Linked DNA regions of Cricetulus griseus: region 1 is linked to region 2. The links are chromatin contacts, called in public Hi-C maps. All regions are on one chromosome and are shown on one strand. The core of a region is the stretch at or near the end of the contact, and the rest is flanking DNA. Distances in the headings are between cores, read along the strand shown. Region 1 has its middle 39 kb from the start of Hnrnpa3. Region 2 holds the start of Hnrnpa3 (heterogeneous nuclear ribonucleoprotein A3).

Region 1 (7,078 bases), core at 2,963-5,462, 38 kb before region 2:
GCATCTCTCCACTCCCCTATCCACTCACCTACCTCCCCCTCCCACCCACCTTCACCACCACCACCACCACCCCCACACACATGACTTTTTACAAAGGAGAACAATCAGAAACTGAAAATGATGTCTGAAGAAAGGATCCAAAATTCTACATTGCAGACACAATACAGAAGTTGATCCTGCCTGCCAGGTTGGGTTTCCTCCTTGGCTATCACCAGTAGTTTTGCTACATCTTTTCGGGAGATGTGACAGGAAACTCTATTAATCACTGTGTGAAATGCCCCGACCTTCCTACGGTTATCCTTTGTTATTTACTGGCTTTGACCTCCGTATGGACTACATTAGGTGCTACCAACATCAGCAGCAGACCCCACTCCGAAGCCCAGTGCAAGCCTGAGCACCATGCAGTTTAATTCATATTCCACTCAACACAGCCGTTTTATTTCCAGTGGAAATTGCTCATTTAATTGCACTGTAAGTTTTATGGGGTATGCCCCAGGCTGCGTTCTTTATGCTAGGCATTTCAGTATTTATGAGCAGAGCTATACCCAAAACTTCAAACATAAAGTAAAACCAGCAAAATATGCTCTCCTCCGGTTCCATAAATACTTTTCACCGGTTTCATTATTTTTCCCAATGAAATTAAATGAGTGTGTTAACCCTGTAGCACAGGCTATTGCCTGGCACCCCCAGAGCTGCTTTTGTCCTTCAGATTCAGGCTGATGCAGCTCCATTTCCTGCCTAGCTGAGAACAGGGGCCAAGGAGACAGATCAGTGGTTGAGAGCTCCCAATACTCATGCAGGGGACCTGAGTTTGGTTCCTAGCACCCATGTCAGGAAGCTCGAAGCTGCCTGTAACTCTGGCTTCAGGGCGTTCAATGTCTCTGGCCCTCGAGAGCTCAGGAACACACATGTAAAGTAAGGGAAAAAGTAAACACACATTTGGTATTTCATATTTAAAGGAGGGTTCAGAACAGCCAGCAGGGTCATGTGTTCCCTGGCCACAGTAAAACCTCCTCTGCTCATAATAGAAAGAATTTTCCTACAGGAGACTAACCTGGGAAAGGTGCTGGCGTTGGTGTTTTGTGACCAGGATCTGCTGCTTCTAGAGTAAATACACACTCTGGATTACAGAGCCGAGGCCTGAGTGTGCACTAGAGATGGTTTAAAGGAGGTATGTTGGCCTTTTGCAGACGACTCTGCCTGTAGCAAATCAAAATGCATTCCTGGACCACTCATATGCCAGACTCCCCCTTGTTTTGCTTAACCTATGACTGCTTTTTATATGCTACTGTAATCCTGCTAAATAAAGTACATGAAAGCCTGTTTCCAGAGAATTCTGAAGTTTGTGACAAATAGTTGAGAGAAGTATCACCGAAGCCTCATCATGGGAGTTTCCTGAAGGCAAACAGACAGGGGATGAGAAACAGTCACACAACAACCCATCTCTGAAAAGTGTTGCCGGGTCCAGTGGGGGAAGCTCTCCGACTGAGGGATGCAAGGATGTAGTTAGAGCCACTCAGAAAAGTGACAGAGCTCAAGGAGTAATGCTTAGATGAGAGAACAGCTGAATAGAGAGAAATTAAAACTGTGCTCTTCGAAAGAATAGGGAACAGTTCCAAGATTTAGAAGGTGTGAGAGCTGGTTACATAACCACAGGAACAGGGAATGTTGGATGAGTGACAGCTCTCAGTGAGTCAATGGAGTGGGAAGGGGCTGAGAATCCTAACAAATCCTGCCAAGTGGGAGGTGCACACCCAGGGAGAGCCTTGGTTTCTGTCTACTCATCTATGTGGTCATTCCTACATTAATGTGTTAGACCCCCGAAAACTCAAGCATCCAGGGTCCCAGGCCACGTTCGCGGTCACTCCAATCACCAGGCGGATTCGAGAGCTTGCTGCAAACTGCACGAGGCTTTATTGTAATTTAACGAGCTAACCCCATGTTAGCTTGGGTCTTTAATCCACCCGCCAAGGCGGATGGCTAGAAAAGACGGCTCCTAGGGTCTCCCAAAAGATCTTATAGGGCAGCGTAAGGGGAGTGTCTAGGGGTACACACAGGCTCAGGATTGGTGTGTCTCCAGGCTTGGAGGGCTTGCCCTGTGTTGATTGGTCAACTGGTTGTTATGGCCCATAGGCCCTCCCAGGGTGGTTGCTATGTTCTCTACGTCATTGCTGTGCGCTTGTCCGTAAAGCACACCCAGGGTCGTAAAGCATAGCGCCACCAGCTAACTTCTGATTGGTTCCTTGTCACGAGACAGGCATCTGACTTTCTAGTGTCTAGAACAAGGTCATAGAAGCACGTGTTTGGCCGTTATGGCTGCCAAAAGGGAAGCTGGTTCCTTCAAATGGATTCCAAGTTCAAGACTCTCCCGGGCAGAACCTGTATAGGGACGAACTAGGCCCCCTGAATGCAGTGGGTAGCTTGAGCAGTTTGTGTGACCACTGGCAATGGTACCAGGATCTGTCCCTAGTGCATGAGCTGGCTTTTTGGAGCCCATTTCCTATGGAGAGATACCTTGCTCAGTCTGGGAGGGAGGGGAGGCTTGGTCCTGCCTCAATGTGGTGATGGGAAAGACTATGAGACTTCATTGATTCCCCTGGGAATTCCCCTCAAAGAGGGTATGGCCACAGAGAAACCCTGTCTTGAAAAAAAAAAACAAAAAAAAACAAAGAAAGTGAGAGTGTAAAGCCAGGTGCAGGAGCTGACAGGAAGCTACAGCACAGGGAGTACCAGGTCAGCCAGGGTGACACTGCAAAACCCCTCCCCCCCCCAGGAAGACAATGATAATTCATTCACGAAGCAACCTGTGGAGCTAGGAGCACAGAGCTGAGCTCTGCATCCCGGGAAATAAAGTCTCAGGTTATTGTAGACATATGACAGAGAGGAGTCTGAGTCGTGAGTGAAAGGAAGTAATTGATGATCTGTATTAGAAACCAGACTTCAAGGCTCCTCAGAGAATGGTGACGTTGGCGTGTTCTGAAGGTGGGGTTTGGGCCTTGTCATCAATGGTCACCCATCAGACACTTTCACAAACTAAAGGGAAGGCTCAGTGATTTCAGTGAGTTGAGCCTACCTCCAAACTCCGGACTAATCCATGTGGTACCCCATCAGCTCCCGACCCAGAGGACAGACGTGCTATCTGTAGTGAAGCTAACAGCAGCCTGCCACTTAACTCAGCAGTTTCCAAACTTGGCAATAAAAACAAATAAGCTGAAGGGCTTCTCCGGATTCTCTCTGGTTTTATTAGTGATAATGTAACCTTCAACAAGGTTTGAAAGAGCACTCTGTATGTGTCCTGTGTATCTACTCATCTGACCACTGCTTAAAAACAAGTCAAAAGTCAAATTTCTATTTTCTACTATCACCTGTCATTAACAGTCCAGGGAATATGAGATGCAAGTACAGCCGCTGTGTAGCATAGGTGGGGGGTGCGGGTGGGGAGGCTGCATTTAGATGAGTTTGGCTGATCGTTTGTTGTTTGTTGTTTGTTGCAAAAATCAGAATCTTTAATCCCAGCACTTGAGAGGCAGAGGCAGGGGTAAATATCTGTGAGTTCGAGGCCAGCCTCGTCTCCGGAGCGAGTGCCAGGATAGGCTCCAAAGCTACACAGAGAAACCCTGTCTCGAAAAACCAAAAAACAAAAACAAAAAACAAAAAACACCTCTGGTTGTCTTCATTTAAATTATAATTTTACATATTTCCTGACATTCACCTCCCATATATTATCTAAAGATGTTATTAACAATAAAGAATTGTTTCAAGAAAGAAAGAAAGACAGCCTGACCCACACATTACTCATGATCCCGGGGATACGAAGGAAAAAAGGCAATTTTTGCAGCCAATTTAAGCCTCCAAATAAATATCACACAGAAGAGCCGGGGCAGGAAAGGCCACTGGATGGCTCTGTCCTCCACTCGCTGTTTTTTTGGCCTCGGCTTCCTTTCCTGCTTCCCCTCTTTGTGCACATGGAAGAAAACCTCATTGCTGCTAGGGTTGAAGCATGCCTGGACAGATTCCTCAAACTGGTGAGGCAGGATTGGCAGGATTTGCCAAGGCCCCAATGGGGCCCCTGGCAGGGACCCAAAATGGGTCTGCTACTTAAACTCAAACACATCCAGACAAGTTTAGCAAATGGTGTGGGAGGCAGTGAGGGTAGTGGGTGGAAGCGAGGATGCTTGAATTGTGTCGGCGAAGAGAGAGAGCCTTAATCATGGAGTTCATCGCGTGACAAGAGGACTGACTCATTTCCTCCTTTGAAAATCATTCACAGGGCTATTTTTTACTCTGAGAAAATCGGGACAGGAGGTCAGAATCTGTGTACCCAATGGCATCATCTCGGTTACAGTCCCAGACGGGGTTTGGTATCAAGTCAAAAACACAAGCCTGCACTATGCCTTTGTACACATGAGACGAAAGTGTCCTATAGAGGAACGTGGCCACTCAGAACCATACACAGGCTGTTACAGATCACTCAGTACCCCATGTCCCACCCTCTCAGTTTCTTGTTATTCCATTAAAACAAACAAACAACAGCAACAAAAAGAGTAATTGGTAAAGGATATGGGTTTGGGTTTGTTTACAGTGTGGCCAAATCAAAGAGACAAAGCTCTTCACTTCATTTCTGTCCCCCAAGCCTATGGCAGCCTTACTATTTTTAACACGCCATGAGACAAAAGTCAGAAGATGTATAGATTTAGCCATGAGCTGATTTGACAGAACAGTTCTTTTCTGGATGGGAGGTGACTGGGCCTCTGGTTGCCTTTGCTGTCTTTGTTCTTTGTTATAGAGACTTTTTTATTTTTAATTCAATCCAGGTCTGAAGAAAATGGGGTCAAATTTCATTTTAAAGCCAGACTTTTGAAAAGGAGGGTTTCAAAGGTTTTGGAGGGATCATGGATATAAAATTCCCATTCGTTTCAGGCCCAGCTGAGTTCTTCATCCTGTCCATAGGTCCATTTGGGAGGATCCCTGGTAGGGCAGAGCCTTCTGTGCCTCTTTGAGGTCAGCTTCAACTGCACCTCCTGCTTGCCTGCTAAACCTTAATTTTGTGAGTAAAGAGAGGTCTGACAGCCTATCTTTACAATTTTTTTTTTTTTTTTTTTTTTTTAGAAAGGACCTCACTATGTGGTCCTGGCTGGCCTGGAACTCACTTTGTGGACCAGGTTGGCCATGAGCTCACAGAGATCCACCTGCCTCTGCCTCCTGAGCCCTGGGATTAAAGGCATATACCACCACACCCATCTTAACTTTACAAATTTTTTTTTCCAAGACACAGTTTCTCTGTGTAGCTCTGTAGACCAGGCTGGCCTCGAACTCACAAAGATCTGCCTGTCTCTGCCTCTGAGTGCTGGGATCAAAGGTGTACGCCACCACCACCATCTGTCTTTACAGTTTTAATATCTCCTGTCATACCCAGCTCCAGCTGGTTCCTTCTCAAGATGGAATGGCCATCGCACAGTCACTCCTGGAGGCCCTGCTTAGGATACTGCCTGCCAAGAAACCCCAAAGTAGCAGAGTCATACATTGCTCCAGTGCCTCTCCTCCCCACAGATGTGTGCAAAAGATGCTGAGAATGAAAACTGGGAACCCAAAGAACTTGCTATGCATTTACTTCTGTGTCCCCTGAATTCATAGGTTGAAGTGTTACTCCTGATATGATGGTATTTAGAGGCAGGGCCTTTGAGAAGTAGTAAATAAAACTTATATGAGGCCATCTTTGGGTTTTTTCTTTATTTCATTATTGTATGTGTATGATACATGAACGTCTGTACCACTTATGTGCAGTGCTCACGGAAGCCAGAAGAGGGCATCAGATCCCTAGAACTGGAGTTACAGACAGTTGTGAGCTGCCATGTGGGTGCTGGGAATTGAACCCAGATCCTCTGGAAGAACAGCCAGTGCTCTTAACCACTAAGCCATCTCTCTAGCCCTTATCTTTCTCTTAAAAAAAAAATTTAATTAGCTGGGTGGTAGTGGTGCATGTCTTTAGTCCCAGGACTTGGGAGTGAGTTAAAGGCCAACCTGGTTTTAAAAAAAAAGCAAGTTCCAGGACAGCCAGGGCTGCTACACAGAAAAGCCAAATAATAATAATAATAATAATAATAATAATAATAATAATAATACAATTTATTTTACATGTATAAATGTTTTGCTTATGTGTATGTCTGTCTATACAGCAGGTACTGCCTAGTGTTCTCAAAAGCCAGAAAATGTCAGATTCACTGGAAATGAGTGAAGTCACAGACAGGTGTGAGCTGCCATGTGGGTGCTGGAAATCAAACCTAGGACCTCTGGAAGAGCAGTCAGTGCTCTTAAATACTGAGTCTTCTCTCCAGCCCCCAAGGACCATCATTCTAAATTCAACCAAACCAAAATGGAGTTAGTTATGCTAAGCACCACAAATCAAATTGAAACTTTACATGATCAGATGAGACTCCAGCAGTTAATGCACGTGTTGCTCTTCAGGAGGACAGTTCAGATCCAAGTACCCAATTCAAGTGTTCACAACTTCCTATCATTTGGACTTCAGGAGACCCAACCCCTTCCTGTGGCCTATGTGGGAACCTTCATATATGTGGCATACATACAAATAGATACACATGAACACATGAATAAAAATTTAAAAAAAAAGAGCTGGGCGTTGGTGGCACACTCCTATAATCCCAGCACTCAGGAGGCAGAGGCAGGTGAATCTCTGTGAGTTTGAGACCAGCCTGGTCTATAAGGGCTAGTTCCAGAACATCCTTCAAAGTCACAGAGAAACCTGTCTCAAAAAACAAAAAACAAAAAACAAAAAAAAGAAAGAAAGAAAGAAAGAAAGAAAAACCAATTTCTGCAATGCCCAGTAGGATGCCTTCCCTTTCTTTTCTTTCCTGGTTCTTTTTGTAGTTCTGAGCAACAGATTCAGAGCCTTAGGCTGGCAAGTGTTCCACCACTCAACTCCTTGCCCCAGCCCATGAACTCCCTTTTCAAAATCTTTAGATGAGTTGCTCATAAATTGCTAATAACGTTCATTAGGGGTCCAGTGAGATGGCTCAGTGGGTAAAGAAACTTGCCGCCAAAGCTGATGACTCAGTTA
Region 2 (6,770 bases), core at 2,521-5,020:
CAGGACCAAGTTCAAAGTGATCATTAAAAAAAATGGAAATTTTTATTTGAAAGTTTTATGCAAATTCCATGTGCAATATCTTCCCTAATAATTTGCATCTTTTTAAAATCACAATTATATAAAGAAAATGTTATGAAAAATTTAAATCAGCCACTACTTAGATGGCTCCAAATCACTTGCAGCTTACCCCAGTATGCTTTAAAAAATGGTTTCTAAGTTCAGGGTCACCCTCAGCTACATAATGAGTTCAAGGCCAGCCTGAGCTGCATAAAATCCTACCTCAAAAAATATTCTTAATCATTTTCTAGGCTTGGTAGCAAATGCTTTTAATCCCAGAACTTAGGAGTCTGAGGCAGGCATATACCTGAGTTCTAGGTCAATCTGGTCTACATAACAAATTTCAAGTGAGTCAGGACTAATGAGATCGTCTCAAAAAAAAAAAAAAAAATCTGTATCTTGTCAAATGAAAGTGGAAAGACCCTCATATAAAATCTATAGGACACACCCCCATATCTCCCAGTTCCCCATGCCACCCTACACCCCCTCATTTCAAAGAAAGTTAGGGCTGCAAGTATTGACAGAAGACAGGGTTCAACCAAGTTTGAGCATGTGTTTTATAGGATCAAGAGCTAGATATTATATCTGAGAAATATTTGGCCTAAGAACTGGAGGTACTTTTAGGGAGATAAGAAAGCATAGAAAAACAGTTGCTCACCCATAGGCGGGAGCTTTGCCAGCTTACTCTGCAGTGTGGACTACAAGCAAGGACTACATAGCTAGACCCAGTCTTTCTGGGTGTTTTTGTTTGTTTTTTTTGTTTTGTTTTTTGAGACAGGGTTTCTCTGTGACTTTGGAGGCTGTCCTGGAACTAGCTGTTGTAGACAAGGCTAGTCTCGAACTTCGCCTGCCTCTGTCTCCCAAGTTGCTGGGATTAAAGGTGTGTACCACCACTCAGGAAGACCCAGTCTTTTTTTTTTTTTTTTTTAAAGGATTTATTTATTAGTGTATTTTATGTACATGAGAGCTCTGTCTTCTTGCACACTAGAAGAGAGAGCACTTGATCTCATTTACGGATGGTTGCAAGCCACTATGCGGTTGCTGGGAATTGAACTCGGGACCTCTGGAAGAGCAGACAGTGCTCTTAACCTCTGAGCCACCTCTCTAGCCCAAGATCCAATCTTAAAACACAAAACTTCACTGGATTGTGGTGGCCCATGCCTTTGATCCCAGCACTCCTGAAGGCAGAGGCAGGTGAATCTCTGTGAGTTCAAGGCCAGCCTGGTCTACATAGTGAATTCCAGGACAGCCAGAGTGGTTACACAGAAAAACCCTGCCTCAAAAAAAAAAAAAAAAAAAAAAAAAAAAGTTATACAGTTCAAAAAAATGAGATCAAAAAAATTATTGATAAAACAGGCGTTAGTGACCCAAACCTTTAATCCCAGCACTTGGGAGACAGAGGCAGCCAGATCTCTGTGAGTTAGAGGCTAGCCTGGTCTATAGAGCAAGTTCCAGGATAGGCTCCTGAGCTAAACAAGGAAACATTGTCTCGACAAACAAGCAAACAAAACAAAAACAAAGAACTTTGTCTCCCTAATCCCCCGAAAAAAACTAGCTGAGCATATGTCAGAGAACAGGCCTGTAAACAAGCAAAAATCATCAATGGTTTCTGCTTCCCATTCCTGCCCTGACTTTTCAATGGTGGCCCATGACCTGGAAGTAAAAAATGAATTTACTCTACTAAATTGCTTTTGGTCATGGTATTACAGCAACAGAAGCAAACTAGAAACAGGGTATCTTGTAGCCCATAGTGGCCTCACATTCCCTTTGTATCTGTGGATGTCCTTGAACTTTTTTGAGACAGGGTCTCTTTGTGTAGCTGTCTCTCTTGGAACTAGCTGTGTGGACCAGGCTGGCCTAGAACTCACAGAGATTCTTTTGAATCTGCCTCCTGCTGGGATTAAAGGCTTGTGCCACCACAGCCCTGGGTGCCTGAAACCTTTACTCCCAGCAATCAGGAGGCAGATTCAAAAGACCACCTCTGTGAGTTCCAGGCCAGCTTGGTCTACTTACTGAGTGAGTTCTAGGACTGGCTCCATAGCCACTGGGAAACCCTGACTCGAAAATGCAAGAAAAAAAGTCTCAGCCACCACACCTGGCTGTCCTCAAAGATTCCTTTGGATCTTCCACTTCAATTTCACAAATGCTAGGATTAGGGGCTGTGTCACCCTGCCCAGTTTGAGGAGATGAGGATCCAGGCAAAGGCCTCATGCATTCTAGGCAAGCAAGTTACTACATACCTGAGTCCATTTTTTCTCTCTTCATTTTTCTTTTCTTTTTCTTACGACAGTTTCTTGGTGTAGCCCTAACTGTCCTAGAACTTGCTCTGTACACCAGGTTGGCCTCAAACTCAGAGATCCACCAGTCTCCACCACCTGAATCCATTTCTAGTATCTCACAGGGAAAGACAAAGTTTGTTCTGTTATGCTGAATTTAAATTAAAATAGGCTATTTGTTGCAGGAAAGGGCTTGTCAATTGTGCTGTTCTTTCCCCTAGTAACTTTATTTAAATGGATTTGCAGATTTTGTTGTTGTTGTTGAGACAGGGTGTCACTATACAGCACTGGCTGCCTGGAACTCCACGTAGGTCAGAGTGGGCTCGAGATATGCTATACCACGCCTGTTGTCATGGGTGTTGGGAGATCATCGAATCCTATGTTGACTTTTATTTGAAAATCTAAAAGTCCAAATGATTTCAAATCCCTTTGCCAGGCCGAGAAAGGATTCGATTTCTATTTCATTTATGTGCTTCACAATAAAACTTCAAACAGCTGTCATTTTAAAAAGACACTAGTAAAAGACAGCCTATCTGGCCACCAAACCTTTTTAGATAGTTTGGAGCCAGGCGTTAGTTTGCACACGCCTTTAATCCCAGCACTCCGGAGGCAGAGGCAGGTGGATCTCTGTGAGTTCGAGGCCAGGCTGATCTTCAAAGTGAGTTCCAGGGTAGCCTCCAAACCTCTGAGAAACCCTGTCTCGAACCCCCCCCCCAATAAATAAGTAAATAAAAACAAAGAAAGAAAAAAAGAAACTTTGGAAATGGCTCCATTCTCTAAAATTCTGTGCCCTAAACAAACGATTCCGTTCCTTCCCCCCAGATTGATAAAAATCTTAATTCTTTAACTCTGAGAGTCGCCTATAGAGAGTCTCATCCAGTCAGCCGCATTTTCCCGCCCGTGCGACGTGCGGGACTTAGGAACGTCAGTGCCGCAGGGCTTGCAGCGTGGGCCTCCCAAGGGGACGGCGCCGTCACACTCTGCACACCTCGGGCCCCCAACATTTAGATTCCGCGAGGGAGGCAAAGGGGTCCGCAGGCTTTCTGGCAACCTTAAGTCGCAGGACAGAAAAGCGTGCTCTTCCTTCCGGCACTGCAATAGGGTGAACTGGGAAATGGAGACCCAAAAGCGCGCGGGGAGGGGCGAGAGGCGCCAAAAAGAAAGGGAATAGGCCTTTCTCTGGGCGGACGCGCGGTCACGCGGCTTTCTCCCGACGTGGGCGCTTGCCATTGGTCGAGCTGCCGCTGACGTACCTGACGTTGCCTGGCGCGAACCGCGGCGAGGGCGGCGCTGCGTTGGAAGTTGGTGAGGCGCGCGCGCTCCCGCGGCTCGACCAATCCGGACCCGCCGCTCTCGGCCCGCCAACCCGCCCGTCCAGTCGCGCTCCGCTTAGGCGTGACTCCGCCCCCGAGGGGCGGGCGGCGCGCGGAAAGCGCGTCACGTGATGACTAGCCCCGCCTCTTCCTCTCGGTCCCATATTGAACTCGAGTTGGAAGAGGCGAGTCCGGTCTCAAAATGGAGGTAAAACCGCCGCCCGGTCGCCCCCAGCCTGACTCCGGCCGTCGCCGCCGCCGCCGGGGGGAGGAGGTATTAGGGGGAGAGCGGGGGGTTGCTGGGTAGTTGCCGGCGTGGGGGGGCTTTGGCTCGATGGGAGCGGGGAGGCCGGGGGAAACCGGGACGATCGTCCCGCGCTCTGCGCTGAGAGGGCGGTGGGAGGGGGAGGGGAGCGGGCCTAGCGGCCCCATCGAGGCCCTCGGTCGGCCTGGCCCTCTCGGTCGGCCGCACCAGCAGCCCTCGGAGACGCGGCGCGGCCGGGGAGGTGGTCCGCGGCCGGGCGAGGATCCCGAGGCCTGCGCGGCCTGACTGGCGAGGCCGCGGGCGGCATGGCGGGCCTCCGCGGGAGCGGTTGGGAGGAGGCGGTGGGGGAGGGGAGGAGCACATCCGGGCGAGCGAGCGAGCAGGCGGGCGGCGGCCACATTGACATTGATCCGCTGCCGCGTTACGAAATGGCGCATTGGCCCGCAATGGCCGCCGCCTGGTTACGCCGCCAAGGAGGAGTGCGTGGGATTGGAGGGAGCGGCGAGAGGCGGCCGGGCATTTTGCCGCAGATGGCCTCGAGCCTCGGGGCGCGGTGCTTTCCGCTGGGGTGCTGCCTGCGCGTATCTGGGCCTTCGGGCCTCCTCGGTGACGGCAATCCGCGCAGATCTCCGGCCGGATTTTCTCACCGTTGATTTGGGGATACATTACTGAAATGCTTGCTGCTTTGAGGTGCTTCCTAACCCGCTAGTTTCGCTCAAGTGTTTGGAATGAAAGTGCTTATGGCGTCTGGTGGTTGAAGGATTAACCATTTCAAGGATTTGCGTGTAGATAAGTGCTAATTTGGAGCTTAATATCTTACCGATTTAATTTCTCGTGGATTGGCACCGGTTGTGGTTTCCTGGATTTTGGTTTTAGAGAACTTCGACCACAGTCAAAATTTCACGACTACGAGGATTTTTTTGTGTGTACGGAGATGTTGTTTTTGTGTATTGTCAATTGCGTTCATCCGAGGCTTGAATAAATGGGACTACGTGAATTAAAACTTTGGGCAGTTGATCATTTAACGTGTTTCTAGTATGTGGCAGTATTTAAGTATTGAATGCTTTAATTACTACTTTAGAAGATTGAAGAAGTTTTTAAATGTGATTGTGAGTCTCCTTTAAGGATTTGTGTTGCATTGTTTTAGTGCGTGCATTAAAAGCAATTCATTTGAATGTTAAAACCTTCCAAATGAAAAATTCATACCAGATATTCTAAGTCAATACGGTTTTGTGCTTACTTCCTTGGGCAGATGGTATATGCTATATGTGACAAATTCAAATTATATACTTGTGAATATCGGTGTACTGTTTGAAATCATTTAACTATATGATGTAAATGGGCATCCACCAAGTTAAATTGATTACAGAAAGCTAAGTAGTGCAACTAGGTGTAATGATGTACACCTGTTACCCTAGCACGTGGAAGGCTGAAGTAGGACTGCCTCAAGGCCCAGTCTTGCCTAGCCTGTCCTTGAGAACCTCCCTCAGCAGCTCCCCTCTCAAAGCACTACGGGCCTAATCTTATCGCTGATTTGTATTGTTCTTGTGGGATATGCCTAGGAATGTCTTAGATAACTGATGTGCTGGAAATCTGAATCTCTCTCAATTTGCCACTCCAAACTTTTTAAGTTGCATTTCACAGATTGTGTTTTAAAATACGGGTTTGTTGCTGTTCCAGACTGAGGATAGTGAAAATGGCATGGGTTGAATAATGCTGACTCCTGGGTTCTTTTTTGTTGTGAATGACTTGTTACACACATCTGAAATACACCCCTAACATACACTTGTAGCTTTCAAAAAGTTATTTTTTACTCTGGGATTGTTTTGGGGTTCAGTTTAGTTACATAATGTTTAAAGTGACCCGGGGTACCATTGTAGTGGGGTTTTTTTGTTTTTAAGGCAACAACCCACCCTCTACATACTTAATAATGGCTAGGAACTGGATACATAGTCCAGGCTAGCCTCTGCCTCAAACGCTGAAATTAACTGGTGTGTATTATCATGCCCAGCGTAGAGAGCAGATTTTTAATTGGGAGTATTAATGATAGAAATTTTGAGACTCTTGTAACAATTTGCTTCAAGAAAAAATAAAACTGTATCGATCTTTTTTTCTCAGGGCCATGATCCAAAGGAACCAGAACAGTTGAGGAAGCTGTTTATTGGTGGTCTGAGCTTTGAAACCACAGATGATAGCTTAAGAGAACATTTTGAGAAATGGGGCACACTTACAGACTGTGTGGTGAGTCCTTGGGGTGAGGATTGTCTTAGGAAGGGATGGGGACCTATGAGACTATTTAAATACTTTCATTTGTTTATTTTATAGGTAATGAGAGACCCCCAAACAAAACGTTCCAGGGGCTTTGGTTTTGTGACCTACTCTTGTGTTGAAGAGGTGGATGCTGCAATGTGTGCTCGGCCACACAAGGTTGATGGGCGTGTGGTGGAACCAAAGAGAGCTGTTTCCAGAGAGGTATTTTAATAACATGTTGTATAATGCATGGAACTGTGAGAGTTTGGTTTTTTTGACTTAAAATTATTTTATTTGCAGGATTCTGTAAAGCCTGGCGCCCATTTAACAGTGAAGAAAATTTTTGTTGGTGGTATTAAAGAAGATACAGAAGAATATAACCTGAGAGACTACTTTGAAAAGTATGGCAAGATTGAAACCATAGAAGTTATGGAAGACAGGCAGAGTGGAAAAAAGAGAGGATTTGCTTTTGTAACTTTTGATGATCATGACACCGTTGATAAAATTGTTGGTAAGTAACAGTTGCAACATAAATGATTTTTATTTTCTACTGAATTCACTAACTTACACTTCGTGAAAGGTGTAAAAGGATGTAATTCTAGTTTTCAA

What was found. A called contact is a pair of places that touch in the nucleus more often than the background predicts.
Region 1: a contact with region 2 is called in a Hi-C map of fibroblasts, with 3 times the contacts expected there. The contact joins the enhancer-like site here to the promoter of Hnrnpa3 in region 2. A contact is called at or near these places in 4 of 8 Hi-C or Micro-C datasets (the CHK-Q cell line, the CHO-K1 cell line and fibroblasts).

Annotation. Positions count from the first base shown.
Region 1 is chr6:99,448,190-99,455,267 of CriGri-PICRH-1.0, reverse strand. No RefSeq gene overlaps it. Among named protein-coding and RNA genes, the nearest start is that of Hnrnpa3, 39 kb to the right of the region's middle. Within about 2 kb of position 4,212, at least 3 of the 6 cell types and tissues checked have open chromatin away from gene starts, as enhancers often do. A contact at or near this core is called in the CHO-K1 cell line and fibroblasts, where this site is marked.
Region 2 is chr6:99,409,710-99,416,479 of CriGri-PICRH-1.0, reverse strand. Hnrnpa3 (heterogeneous nuclear ribonucleoprotein A3) reads left to right here and starts at 3,770. Exons shown (of 11, transcript XM_027420139.2): 1 at 3,770-3,920; 2 at 6,030-6,152; 3 at 6,237-6,383; 4 at 6,462-6,672. The coding sequence starts at 3,849.